Linked DNA regions of Oryctolagus cuniculus: region 1 is linked to region 2. Evidence: chromatin contacts called from public Hi-C data. All regions are on one chromosome and are shown on one strand. Each heading gives the region's core, a stretch centred on a gene start, on an enhancer-like site or on the middle of the called end of the contact. The rest is flanking DNA. Distances are from core to core; before and after follow the strand shown.

Evidence for each region. A called contact is a pair of places that touch in the nucleus more often than the background predicts.
Region 1: a Hi-C map of skin fibroblasts shows a contact between it and region 2, with 4 times the contacts expected there. The contact joins two enhancer-like sites. A contact is called at or near these places in 3 of 6 Hi-C or Micro-C datasets (embryonic fibroblasts, psoas muscle and skin fibroblasts).

What each region holds. Positions count from the first base shown.
Region 1 is chr8:712,530-719,988 of mOryCun1.1, forward strand. CCAR2 (cell cycle and apoptosis regulator 2) reads right to left here. Exons shown (of 21, transcript XM_051836735.2): 8 at 4,177-4,296; 9 at 3,210-3,432; 10 at 3,013-3,126; 11 at 2,579-2,742; 12 at 2,102-2,273; 13 at 1,808-2,017; 14 at 1,513-1,731; 15 at 924-1,068; 16 at 759-841; 17 at 376-522; 18 at 28-139. Among named protein-coding and RNA genes, the nearest start is that of CCAR2, 8.0 kb to the right of the region's middle. Within about 2 kb of position 1,487, at least 1 of the 8 cell types and tissues checked has an H3K27ac peak or open chromatin away from gene starts, as enhancers often do.
Region 2 is chr8:899,673-906,671 of mOryCun1.1, forward strand. SLC39A14 (solute carrier family 39 member 14) reads right to left here. Exons shown (of 9, transcript XM_051836781.2): 9 at 3,716-6,277. The coding sequence ends at 6,131. Among named protein-coding and RNA genes, the nearest start is that of PPP3CC, 12 kb to the left of the region's middle. Within about 2 kb of position 1,444, at least 2 of the 8 cell types and tissues checked have an H3K27ac peak or open chromatin away from gene starts, as enhancers often do.

The DNA of each region.
Region 1 (7,459 bases), core at 237-2,736, 190 kb before region 2:
CGGCGGCCCGCGGGCAGCACGACGTACCGCAGAGCAGCTCCTCGCAGGCCCCGCCGTCCACGCCCTCCTGGCGGCTGTACTGCAGGCTGCGGTACTGGCAGATGTGCTGGGTCACCGCCCTGCTGACCAGCTGCTGGGCCTGCAACACACGGGGAGCAGACACCGCTGATCAGGAGCGGCCCTGCGCGGGCGGGCTACGCCCCCCACCCCCCGTCAGAGTCCCGCCTGGCCTTCTGACCCAGCTCCCTGCTGACGTACCCGGCGCCTGAGAGGCGGCAGCAGAGGTCCCTGCCACCCCCACGGGAGACCCCGCTGGAGTTCCAGGCATCCAGGGCGTGAGCCAGCAGCTGGAAGACCTCCGGCTCTGCCTCCTACCTGCTCTGCGCTGAGCCGGATCCCCAGGGTGAGCAGGATCCTCTCCAAGTCCCGCCGGTGCAGGTAGCCACACCAGTTGGCATCGAAGAAGACGAAAGCAAGGAGGCAGTCCAAGGGGAGCACCGCGGAAGGGTCCAGCTCCTTGGGCTGCGAAGGAAACCGGTGAGCGAGGCTCATGAACCGTCCTCCGGGCGGCTGACTCGGTGCTCACCTACAACTGCGGTACTGTGCCCGTGGGGTAGCTGGGAAACGCTGGGCCTCAGTGCCCTTCTTCCTGTACCCTGGCGCCCACCGTGGGCCAAGAACCACAGCTCTTGCCACGCGCCTCGGGAGAGCAAGTTCCTGGGAGCACCCCCCAGTGGACAGAGCGGGAGAGGCCTCACCATGTCCTGGAGCGAGGAGAACTCCACCTCCGACTGGTTGGAGGCGACGGAGCGCACCTCGGCGTCCTCCAGCTTCGCTCCTGCTACACAAAGCCTCAGCTCACCCGGGGCAGGGGGCACCCCGGGGTCCCGGAGCCCGCACCCGCCGCCCGCCGCCGGCCTCACCGAACTCCTCCTCGCCTTCATCCCGGAGCAGCAGCAGCTCGGGGTCCAGGGCCATCTCGCACAGGTCCTCGGCCGCCTCCGCCCGCGGCTTCTCCTCCTCCTCCCCACCGGCAGGGGGCGGCTTGGGCAGCAGCCCGTCTTCCTTCTGCGGACGCGGCCGGGGGTGAGGCGGCGGCGGCTGCGAGAGCTCAGTGCCACCGTGCCGGCGCCGCCTCAATGCCCGAGACCGGGGCCCCCAGGGCACTCGCCAGCCACCTGGCCGTAGTCCCAGTCCCAGGAGAAACCACATTTACTGGGCAGGTACTCGAGCGAGGAGGAGAGTTGGGTTTTAGAAAAGCTTTTAAAAAACACCCTTAACAAGGAAAATAACTCTCAGGCATTCGAAATGCCGCCCTCTCCTCCCACCCCAGTGCTAACCAGGCCCGAGCCCGGGTCGGGCGCCCTCCCGGAGGCAGATGCCCCTCTGTTCTCTCAGGCACGCTGAGCTGGCGCGGGCCTGGCCTCCCTAGGCCTGCGCCTGCACCTGCGCCAGGTTTCCCAGGAGCGGGGAGTGCTGGCAGCGGTGCCCGGCCCAGGTGAGGGCACTCACCAGGGGGGCGTCGGACTCGGCAGCCGCACCCTCGCTCTGCACCTCCTCCTTCGACTCCTTGGCCGCCGCCTCTTTGGCCGCTTCGTCCTTGGCCGCCTCCTCCTTCTCGGGGTCCGGGGGGGACGCGGCCTTCTCCGGAAGGCTCAGCAGCATCTTGTAAATCCTGTAGCCGAAGTCCCGCTGCAGCATCTCCAGGAACAGCTCGGCCAACACCATCACCTGGGGGCGAGGCGGCAGGGGCTGGAGTGAGTGCTCCCCCGCGCACCACCCCCGACTCCCCAGGCCCGACACCTGCCTCAAAGGAGACCCTTTCTTTGGGCCTCCGGTCCTCCACAATGCCCTGGAGCGACAGGTTCACACAGCCGGGACGTGCGGTGACCGCAGGCTCCAGAGGGGGTGGGGGGGCTTCCGGGAGGTCGGCGTCCGCGTCCTGCTGGGTGCCGGCCTCGGGAGGGTCTGCTGCCTGCTCCGCCGCGGCGGGGGCCTGTTCAGCAGGCTCTGCTTCCTGCAACACCAGCCAGGACGTGAGGCTCAGGGGCGCGGGCTCAGGGCCCCTCCCGCCCCGGCTCCCCCCGAGGCGCAGCCTCACCCCTGACGCCTGCTGGGGCGCGGCGGCTGCCTCTGCAGCTCTCTGCTGGCACTGGGCCTCCCACTCCTCCAGCGTGGGCATGATGCTCCAGACGTCTGGCAGGTACACCACCACCGTGTGCAGCCGCCGAGGCGGGCCCGGCTGCAGGTACTGGAACTCGGCAAAGCGCCACCTGCTCCCGGCGACAGGAGAGAGGCCGTCCTCGCCTTACACACAAGCAGCTGCCACCCTCCCGGGCCAGCTCACAACAGCACAATCCGCGTGCTGCCGTGAGAGACACCGACCTAGCCCTCAAACAGCGGGGAGCCAGAGGTGGCAGCCAGCCCGGGACACTGGCTGGGGCCAGAGCGCACACAGCCCTGGTCGGGCTTAGGCCCCAGCCCTGCACCTGTGCGGCAGCTGCAGGGGAGGGAGGCAGGCAGGCATGGGAGAGCGCAGGCCCCGCCCTCGGGCTCGGGCTCAGGCAAGGCCACTCACCACTTGGTGCAGGTGCTCAAGTCGATGCCAGTCTGGGCCTGTGCACAGCGGATGGCCGTGCGCACCAGCACCTGCGGGTCGGCCTGGGGGTCGAGGCCGTCCAGGGAGGGAGACCACTCACCCCCCACCAGCACTGCCTCTTCTTCTTTCCGGCCCAGCAAGAACTACAAAAAGAGAGGAGGGATGGGAGACACAGGCCCACTTCCCTGGCTCTCCCTCACCGCACCACCCAGGAGTGAAGGCACAGGCAGTAGTGACGAGTCCTCCACACAAGGGGGCGCTCTGCTCTCACAAGGGAGGACAACCCTGAGGGGAGCTGTCCCCCTGGGTAGGAGCCTGGGTTCTCCAGGTTACGGACCAGACCTGAGCTGCCAGCTGCCGAGAGCCTGGCAGGCGCTAGACGTCATCAGTCAATTTCACACTCCAGCTCCCACCTTAATCTGCTTCAGAGGATGTTCCGGCGTCTCCCTTGGCTCAGCCATGTCATCCACAAATTGCAGGCAGCAGCGGTACAGTTCCTCTAAGCCCGGGGAGGAGAGCAGCAGGACCTGGGTGGGGGCGGCACGCAGGAGACTCAGCACCTTCCCCAGCCCCCAGCGATGGGGCAGAGGGGCGGGCGCGGTCCATCTACCTTGGAGCTGTAGGCGGCGGCGCTGTCGGCAGGGCTGGGCTCCGCAGCCGGCTCCGGAGCTGCCGCCGCCTCTGCAGAGACCTGGATCCGGCTCGGGTGGTGGAGGGGGAAGGGCTGGCTCAGAGGGAAAGCCGCCAGCCAGCTCAGGTGCACGCACAGGAAGTCGGACGGCACCAGGAGGCTGCGGTACCGGCGCTGGAGTTCTAGGAAGTCGCAGCTGGGGCTGCAAGACACAAGGGTTCCACACTCGGGGCCCGCGCGTCGGAGAAGGGACGGGCAAGCCGATCTGTCCCAGAACTGCCGAGGGCACCTCAAAAGACCAACGCTGATCAGATCTCGTCTCAGATCAGGTCAAAGCAAGTCAAACCGGGCAGGGGCGGGGGACGGACAGTACACGGCAGAAACTGCCGTCTGGATTTATAAGAACGTACAAAGTCCATAACCAGAAGTCCAAAAGCCTAAGCCAAAACTGGGAAAACTGACGCCAACAGCAACAAGAATGTAAGACTTAAAAGCCCATGAAAACAGGCTCCATCTTATTTATAGTTAAAGCGAATCAGAGTATCAGGCTTCACCCGTTAGACTGACAAAGATGAAAACGTCTGAAGGCACGTGGCGGCAGCTGTCCACAGGGACGCAGGCTGGGCTCCTGGAGGAGCGTGAGACGGGCCCTGGTCTCAGTGAGGTGCTCTGCACTTGCGCACACAGGGACAACGGTTACAACAGGATGCAGGATGACTAGATGCAAACCGGAAACAATGAACTTGATCTAACGTTACCGTGGGACAAACTCTAAGCTCTAGTAGGCAAAGCAGCAAAGCACCGAACAGTATGTAGAACAGGCTTCCACTGCTCTTGTGCCTTTTTACAAAGGGCTGTCAGAACTCACAGGCATGGGCTGGGCCTCCCTGACACAAGAACCGTTAGCAGCCCAAGCTCGGGCCCCGCCCCCAGCTCTGCCACTCACCTGTCCACTGTGTAGGGAGTGAGGTGGACCCGGTAGGGAGGCAGGTCATGCCTTGGTTTCTTAGCACCCCAAGGCTCTCCACCAGCCCGCTGTTTGCGTTTCTTGGAGTCGTGGTCATCGCTGGAGGTTCATCATCGCCAGGAGTAAGAAACCACACTGTCATTTATGCATTCAGTACACACTCGTCTACAAAGAAAGAGCTGCAGACGACGTGAGCCCCCAACACTGAAGAGAGGGAGAGAGCAGCCGTGCCAACAGCCACAGGACGGATCGTCACCAAGACGTCCATGTGGGCGTCTTAACTCTAACTGCCCAAAAAATGCTCGCGGTTAGCAAAGAGCCCAGCGTGCAATGCTTCATATATAGTAGGCCTCTGCTGTGCAAAACAAAAGCTTGAAAAGACTGAAATAAAATATTAATGGTGGATGCATTGATAGGCTTATAATTTTCTTGTATTTCTCTGAACTTGATTAATCATCTGTGGTTAACATAAAATTGTTTTTAAATAAGGAAAACAACGTAAGTGGCTTTTGTTTTCTACCAAATGACACGTTTACAGGAACATGCTATAGGGTCCATAAGGAAATATTTCTTAGCAACAAACTCTTAGCAGGACACATCCAGAGGCTCAAAGCTTTGGCTCCGGTACTTCTACTCTTGGAGACTGATTTCCGAGAGGAATCTCAGCTCTCAGGGGTAGCTGGTGGCCACAGGCCTGGCTGGGAAGGGCCCACTCCATCCCAGGCCTGCAGCTGGGAGCCTGCCCCTCCTCACTTACCTCCCCACTGATAACAGAATTGCTTAAGAGGAATTAGCAAAAACTAACCAAAAACACAAAATAACGAGAATAAAACCATTTTCTGAAGCACTCATTTTAGAAAGCAGCAAACCTCAACGAGGAGAAAATACTTGCAAAACGTTGCCTGATCAAGGCATTCTATGGAAAAATATGGGAGCTAGGAAGAGGGGGGCGCAGAAGGAAAAAATATATCACAAGAAAGTTAACTCGAGAGAAAGCTGGGCCAGCGCTGCACACAGCGGGTAAAGCCACCGCCTGCAGTGCTGGCAGCCCACGTGGGCACCCACGCAAATCCTGGCTGCTGCGCTTCCCACCCAGCTCCTTGCTAAAGGCCTGGGAAAGCAGTGGAGGACGGCTCAAGTGCTTAGGCCCCTGCCACCTCCACAGGACACCGGGCAGCAGCTCCTGGCTCCCGCCTTCGGCCTGGCCCAGCCCCAGCCAGTATGGCCATCTGGGGAGTGAACCAGCAGAAGGAAGATCTCTGTCTCTCCTTCCAACTCTGCCTTCCAAGTAAATAAAGAAAGAAAACCACAAACATACCCAGCAACACCTGAAGGTCTGTAGTTAATAAAACAATCATGAGAATTATGCTGCAAATATGGGAACGATATTTACAACTGCACAAAGATAACACAACTGCAGAGGACGTGCACAGCCACAACCAGCAACACAGAAACACAGCAGCGAGCGACTTCCCTCCCCAGAATTCCTTCTGAAGCTCCCCAACACCTGCCTGTTAGTGAGCGGGAACTACGCGCTCTGGTTACTCTGACCTTACGTAACAGTGCCTGCTACCTGGTGCATCTCCAGGAATCACTCACCATACAGTGTTCTATCACCGATGCAGGACAAACAGAACGAGAAGGCGCCGGGCCCGCATCACGCCAGACCGGGGAGAGGAGGCCAGCCCACCACAGGAGGAATAAAAGCGCCGGCAGCTGTTCACGCCCCGGCGACCGAGCCGGTCAACGTTCACCAGACGCTCTATTTCTGCTTTCCTCTTAGACGAACCGGGGCCGCTTTCCTGTTCACTGCCCCCGAGTGACCAGGCCAGCCACAGCGACACGAGGTCTCTGCTCTCACCTCCCCACACAGAAGCATCTGCATCCGGGCACAGCCTGCTGCTCCCCCAGCAGACGTCACTGCGTCTGTCTTGCAAGGCAGGAAGTGTCCCCCAGCCGTTCTGACAACTGCTCGTGAGGAACCGCCGTCAACCTCTAGTCATCCTGCGCCGCCCGATCATGCGGCGTCCACGGCACGGTCAGGCAGCACCCCAGTGCGAACACCCCTGCAGCCACAGCCACGCAAACGAGCCAGATGCGCCCTGCCTAAAACCTCGGCAGCTCAGCAGGCGTGGCCCACGCAGACATGGCTCCCTGCGCGCCAAAACCTCAGCACCCGTGCACGCCACCGTGGCCAGGCCCTTCCTAAAGTAACGGCCCCCCGGGGGCCCCCATCTCCACCCACCCCCTCCTCAACTGCAAGTCCCCTCTCCCGCCTGACAGCGCCGTCTCCCTCCACCCGTCATACTTCCTTTTCCCGCGAGCTGTGACATGGCAGCACGATGGCCAGCAGGCCCTACGCGGGCCTTGGCGTCTCCAGGACAATCAAATCCAACAGACGGGATGGAGAACCTGAACGTGAACCTGCTGCAGAGCGCACCGTGGCCACGGAGCTCTACGCTGGCCACACCACCACCAGTACTTGTGCGGTGACTGCAATGAAGCCGCCTTTCATAGACACAGGCGAGGCTCGAAGCCCAGGGAGAGGCCCAGGACGGGAGACAGCTGTGTGCAGCAGGCATCAGAGGCCGCGCACGGGACCAGGTGCCGGAGCAGACACCATGCGAAAACCAGAGCTCAAGCACCGGCTGCCGGGGAGGTGGGCGCATCACGGTAGCCCAGCCCCTCGGGACACGGCCGCGGGTTCCCACCGCCAGCCTCGCCACGCGACAACCTACAGCCGTGTGGGACAGCGGCTCCCTGCTCTGACCAGCTCACACTCCACAGGAGAGCTCCAACAGCACGAGGGAGCCTTCCGGACGTCCCGACCTGAACAGGGGTGAGGGCAGCGTGGGACTTTCCATTTGTCAAAATCGTCCGGCTGGGATTCGTGCTCTGCCATCTACAGAAATCTCACCTTACAACCATCACGCAGGGGCAGTGGGCAGATGTGACACACGCGGAGCGGGGCGACGGCGGGTGGGGGCGCAGCGTGCCTTCCTGTTTACTTTGCACTGACTGACACCTTGCCCCATAAAACGTGAAGAGGAACACACACACACGACCAGGCTGCGTCTCAGACTAGACACAGGGGCCTGCACAGAGCTCGAGAACTGGAGCTCAAAGTCAGTTTACTGTGGTACAAACTCATTTTGAAATCCGCGCACAGCTTATTTACAGCACTCCTTTTTCGTGAACTTTCTGAAGATTCCTAGAGTATACAAGGATTTCAGACAGGGTACAGGACACGTGACCCGGAAAG
Region 2 (6,999 bases), core at 194-2,693:
GGGTCACCCACTTGAGTGCAGGGGTCCAAGCACTTTGGCCATCTTCCTTCCACTGTTTTCCCAGGCCATTGCAGGAACCTGGATCAGAAGTGGAGCAGCTGGGACTTGAACTGGGTGCCCACTGGGATGTAGGCAGAGGCTTAGCTTACTATGCCACAGTGCCAGCTCCAACAGCTTTAGATTTTAAACAAGTTCATGTAGAACATAATTAGGAGGACAGATGTGCAGGAATAAAATACCCCTTAGAGCCAAATGAAGATGCGCGGAGGTCTCTCCTGTTTGGATCTCATTTACCCTTTTTAGAATTGTAATCAAACCCTCTACAGAAAGGAATCGGTGCAGTCTAATGTTTTCCAAAAATCAGCTTTCCCAGAAAAGAGACAAAAGAATCTAAATCCCAGCAGCTCTGTCTCCTGTTCACCCAGTTTCAAGAGGGAGAAACAAAACAAAACAAAAAGCCTGGCATTAATTGGAGAATTACTACCATGCTTAAACTGTGTGCCTTCAACACATATTTCTTCTCAAGGTCACGTCTCTGGGATACAAGCAGGCAACGGCTTCAAAACAGCCTGTTTCCCTGAACCTTTAGAAGTTACCAGGAACAGACAGCTAACAAAGTCTACTCTGGGAGGATTCTCAAGATCAAAGAGACTTTTTATCTTCCTCACCAGCATCTATAATTAAAGACCTTATCTTTTATTTTAAGCAAAGCAAAACAAAAACAAAAGTATTGCCTTCATTGAATCGGTTGTTTTTTGTCTTAAAACCCACAAGGTTGAGGGAATGTCGTTCAGAATGGCTTCCCCCAGAGGTTTCTGGTTAGGGATCCTCCCCCGGGAATTTGCTGATGGCTGGGTAGATTGGCGTCTAAATTTATTCTTGGCAACCTCAACAGTCCACAGGCCTACCAGCAAAACACAAGCACAGGAAAAACACCCAGCGCCCGGTGGCGAAAGAACCGCTTCTTGGCTTATGATTGCCAAGGCTGGCGTGCTTCCGGGTTACTCCTTAACTATAACAGATGCTACGACCTGGGAACCCCACCCAAAGCCAGGGTCAAACATTACGGGGACACAGCAAGGACACAGCAAGAAGGGGTTGTGTTTTCAGAAAGAAAACTGGCCCTTGGCTAGCACCTCTTGGCTGGCGCCTAAGAACCTTTGGCTCTCTGCCAAACACTGGCTTTTTTTTCTATGATTTAAAAAAAGAGTCATCTATCCTGAGAAGAATGTGAATTCAGTCTATTCCGGGAGAAAGAAGGGGATGTGGGTCTGCCCTCCATCTGAAGAGGCAGGTGCTTCACACCCAGGAAGCGTGCAGAAGCTGCGAGAGAAAGCTCTGGCTGTCGACTGTGTCTCATCACATCGGGAACTGGGTTTCCCTCCACTCAGATCTGACGGTCACCAGGAACAGGCAGAAGCAACAGGGGGGACAGCATTGACCCATCGGCACGGCGCCGTTTGGATGTCAGCGTGTTCCACCTTCCACGCCAAAAATGCCCGACGTGGCTTAGCCGCTTTAGTCTTCCAAGGAGATGGCTGAGGTCAAGGTTTTAAGCTTCTTAATGGCCTGTTTACTTTGCTTAGCTCTGTTCTCTGTGGGTCATAAATTCACCTCTCAAACTCAGGTTTCTAAATAAAGGTGGACCGGGGAACAGGCATAAGGAAAACCACCATCAATGACAGGAAGACACTGTGGGCACTGCAGCCAACGGGGAGGGGTCATTCGCAACACCGCATCTGGTCCTCCGGTTCATCCACGCCGCGGCCAGTGGGTACTGAGATCCCCAGCAGGAAGCCAGGTAGTGTCTCCAGCCAGAAGGAATGTGGTGTAAAAGCCAATAGCAAAATTGCAATGCAAGTCCTATAAGCCGGAGTCCGCAGCCACTGCATCAGCCTGGGAAGGCGGCGGGGAGGTGGCAGGAAAGGAGCGGCCAGAAGCGAAGAGGGAATAGCCTACTGCAAGGTGATGCCAATCAAGACACCCGCACGAGCCCTGGATACAGGGAGGCGGGGCCAGCGCTGTGGCATAGTGGGTTAATCCCCCACCTGCAGTGCCAACATTCCTTATGGGCACTGGTTCGAGTCCCGGCTGCTCCTCTCCTGATCCAGCTCTCAGCTATGGCCTAGGAAAGCAGAAGATGGCCCATGCGCTTGGGCCCCTGCACCGGCATGGGAGACCTGGAAGATGCTCCTGGCTCAGCTCTGGCCATTGTGGCCACTGGGGAGTGAACCAGTGGGTGGAAGACCTTTCTGTCTCTCCCTCTCACTGTCTGTAATTCTCTCAAATAAATAAAATCTTAAAACAACAACAAAAATACAGGGAGGCACTGTGGAATCTCTGAACCAATTATTTTTCGTTTACTTTTTCTTTTTAAAGATTAATTTATTTGAAAGGCAGATGTGGGGGAGGGAGAAGATCTTCCATCCACTGGTTCACCCCCCTAAATGGCCACAATGACCAGGGCTGGGCCAGGCAGAAGCCAGGAGCCTGGAACTCCATCCACGTCTCCTACGCGAGTGTAGGGCCCCAGGGACTTGGGCCATCTTCCCCTGCTTTTCCTAGGCACATTAACAGGAAGCTGGATCGGAAGTGGAGCAGCCGGGACTTGAACCGGTGCCCATATGGGATGCCGTCCAGGCAGACAGGGGCTGAACCCACTGTGTCCCAGCACTGCAACCCCTTACTGCTTATTTCTATTATTGAACATAAACAACAGAGGCCAGAACATGGAACTAAAGTGTAGAATTTGAAGTCTTTTGAGAGGTGACAAGGACCCCCCCCTGTAAGACATACAGATGTCGTTTAAAGAATCTAAACCAACACTGCAAGTTTCAAAACATGGACTTATACAAGAGAAAATGGGTGACAGAAAGCTCTCTCTTTTGTGGCAGGAATCGGCCACGGGTTAGTCTGCTGGGCACGCCCGCATCCCGCACTGGAGTGCACGGGTTCCAGGTCTGCCTCCACTCCTGATGTACACCCAGGGAGGCAGCAGCCGATGGCTCAAGTGCTCGCGAACCTGCCGGGTGAACCGGCAGAAGGAAGACTTTCTCTGCCTCTCAATAAAACAACCCCCCCTCCAAAAAAAAAAAAAAAAAAAACAACAACAACTACCACATGGACAACCACACCCATTAATTAAATACCCAGCATGGGGCCAGTGCTGGGACAAAGTGGTTACATTGTGACCTGCAGTGCTGGCATCCCATATGGGCGCTGGTTCCTGTCCCGGCTGCTCCACTTCCCACCCAGCTCCCTGCTAATGAGCCTGGGAAAGCAGTGGAAGACGTCACAAGTGCTTGGCCCCCACACTCACGTGGGAGACAAAGATGACACTCCAGCCTCAGCCATTGTGGCCGTTTGGGGGAGTGAACCAGCCGATGGAAGATCTTTCTAACTCCTCCGTCTTTGAAAGAAATGAATCTTTCAAAAAAAAAGAAATCCAGAATGCATGATTATTTTATCATACAATATCGATGAAGTCACATGTTCCATTAGACAGAAACTAAACTTTTCTGAAGTGAGCATATTTCACCTGTAAGTTCCCTCCCAAAAGCCCATAATCAAAAAGGAGGCTAGATCTGGTTAAAAAAAAAAAAAAAAAAAAAAAAAAGTTTGCAAACCAGTGAGGCACCATCGCCCCCCTGTGTTCAGTAACCTTCATTACACCCACAGGGTTACCACAAAAGACCACACATGGGATTGTCAACAATTACAGAATATAGCTTTATTTATAGAACCTTACAAATAAAACATTTACAGTCCATATAAGTTATTTTCTCTTCTAATTTCTTCTCATAACACCTGAGTTATTTAAAAAAATACTGTGGTGGAACTGCAGGACTGTGAAGGGAATATAACAATAAAAACCTAACCTCTCTCTGCAAAACTCAGACTTCATTTCCTGTAAAGCAGATTTCTGGCATATTATCACCTCCTCGGAAGAGGACTTAGGAGCTGGTCTGTCTAGGAAAAAAAAAAGGCTGAAGATGCTAACGTCAGGGGTATGGACAGTCCTCCAAACTACCCATTACCCCGTGGAAGTCTCCTGTGTACAAATGCCCGACACGGCCAAGTTCAACGCACGAAAGCCGAACTGCCACATCTCTCACAGGGCCAATCCACTGCCAATGGCAACTCAACAAGCAGACGACCTGGCGTCCCAGCCGGTCCTAAGCTTGAACTTGACTTTGGGTCTGGCCTCTACACCAATTACGGTGCCAACAAGGAGCCTTTGCCTGTGAGGGCAGGTTCTTGGGTCGCTGCAGGTGCACATACACAGGGAAAGCACTGTTCTAGTCCAAAGCTTGCTTCTCTCTTTGCTAACGATGAGACTCTTTAGCTCCTAAACGACAAACCACTACCTTTACCTCGGGATGGTTTTGTGGAATGAATGACAGGGCTTACAGGGAATGCTAAGGCTACACACTTGACACATCAACGTGAATTAAGTAAAGCAAGATCTCCCAGAGTCTTAGGTTTCAAGTGTTACCTTCTGCCGGCTCCCGAGAGCAGTTTAAGAAGCACAGATGAAACTGCATTAAAACAATAATAATGATCACAACACAAAAACGTTAAAGATGCCGACACGCGAGGAGTTGGTTCTTTGGTTAAAAAAAGTGGACCAAAACCCTAGGAGAAGTTGGTTTTGATTTTGACCCAAGAATCTTGGTCACCAAAGGTTTTTCTTCAGCGTGTTCTCAAATCTAGCAGAGTTGTGAGCGGTCACCCACGTCCATCACAGCTGGTGGATCAGAACCGAGCCACTCCGAGGAAGTCGCCCCCGCGGCTTCCCCACTCGCGCCCAAGAGTAGTTGGGGTCCCGGGGCTTGTTGTCCAGTGAGAGAAAACAAAGGAGATGCTGCTTTTCAGGACTGAGGGAGCCAGAACAGACTGGGGCCTCCGGCCAGTCACCCACGCGAGCCCCTGGGTTGCAAGTGTGGGCGCCTCTAAGAAAGGGGCCGAGGGGTCTCGCATTATCAATATGATAATGGGAAGTCCATTCACCTAGTGAACCTGGAGATCGGAGGAGGGGGCTCCAGTGCCCGAGGCTGGCCCCCCAGCTCCACAGAGTAGCCGGCCTGTCTGCGGTCCCGAGAGAACGAGAGCATTTCATCATCAACCCAGGACCCGGCAGTGGGTCCCGGCTGAGGAAGGAGGCGGCGACCTGGGCAGACCCGCCGGCAGCAGCGACATCCGCGGGGCCGCAGCCCGAGTTCCAGAGACGGCGGTGAACTCGTCCTTCCACGGACGGGACGGGCCAGTCCTGAATTCTGCCTGCCTGATGCCACTCTGGATCACCCTGCCTCCGCGGAGCGCACCCTGCCTCCGAGTCTGAGCGTGCTGGCGGGACGCAGACGTGTGCTCAGCATGTGCTTCTACTCTAAGGGAAGCTGGGAGCCGGGGAGGGGAGGTGGGGGTCACAGCCAGGAAGAGGAGGGTCCCCGCCCGCGCCTGCACATCCCGGCGGACTCCCCGGGGAGCCGTGCACCTGCAGCGGGAGCCAGCGAGCACACGCAAGTCACCGGGCCTCCTGCCCCTCCAACGACCCGCGGTGATGCCCGCCTCCCCTGATGGCTGCCTGCTGAGAGAAGAGGCAGGCAACTGCCAGGGCTTCGGAAAGCTGCGAGGGAGGGGTTCCTGCCGCCTGCCCCTTCTCTGTTAAGAACAAGCGAGAACCGGTTTCAGAACGGGCCGCCTGCGGTTCCCCTGTGAACCCGCACGGAGATTCACGGGCCCCAACTCCGGATGCACCTGCTGCTTCTAGCCAGGTGCTGGCCACCGGCTCGATTTTGCACTGTAGGGTACAGAGATCTGCAATCTCTTGAGCGATGATTCCGAGAGAAAGAGGCCAGGGTGACCAGGGAAGCAGGTGAGGCTCGGCCTGGAAGGTGCATGGAGATTCTACAGTTGCTGTGGGAGGAGAGAGGGCAAGGCCAGGGTACGAGGCGCTACCGAGCTACCTAGAGGCTGGCTCCCAGCCCGGCTTACTCCCAGGGCAGAGCGGTGTGACAACAGCCGACATCCAAACACAGGGACGCGCAGTCCGGGTCGCAGGCTTCAACCCGTGGCCGCCTCCGTGGTACTCGGCGGACGCCGGGGCCGGGGACCGGGCGGTCCGGGGGCGCTAGCCGATCTGGATCTGTCCCGAGTACATGGTGAGCAGCAGCATGATGGAGAATCCGGTCAGGAGACCCAGGTTCTGGATCACGAAGGGGATCAAGACGCTGCCCTTCCTCTCGTCCTCTCGGGAGACCTCATTCATCTCGGGGAACTGAGGACGCAGAGAGAAACCAGCGCTGCAGGCCCTCTCCCGCCCTCGGGACACTAACCCACAGGGCCCGGCTTCTGGGACACCCTGTTCCCTGCAAATTCCACACTCCGCAGCTGCCTGAGTCCCTTCATAAACAACACAGTGTGTGCATGGAATTTGCATACACCCTCCCCGTATGCTAAAGATCATTTATTTATTTATTTGAAAGGCAGAGTGATAGGGAAAGGAGGGAGAGACACAGAGAGAGAGGTCTTCCATCCGCTGTTGGGTCACTCCCCAAATGGCAACAGCTGGGACTGGGCCTAGGGGAAAGCCAGGAGCCAGGCACTGGTCCACCCACGTTTTCCATGTGGGTGGCAGGGACCCAAGCACTGGGGCCACCCTCCACTGCCCTGCCAGGTGCATCAGCAAGAAGCTGGAATGGACATAAAGCGGCCAGCCCTTGAACCTGTGGCCAGCCCTTGAACCTGTGCTCTGCACGGGGCATGGACGTCGTCCCAAGCGGCGGTTCAACTCCCCGAGCCACGTGCTCGGTGGCTCAGGTCCACTTTAAATTACTCCAGACGACTTGTAACACTGCATCTAATGTAAACGCAGCGCGCACGGTTATCAGGCTGTGTTATCTAGGGAATGACAAGAACACCAATCTGTACATGCTCAGTAACAGGCATCCTTTGGGAAAAAAAAAAAAAATCCTTGGGACCCACAGGTGGCTGAGGCCG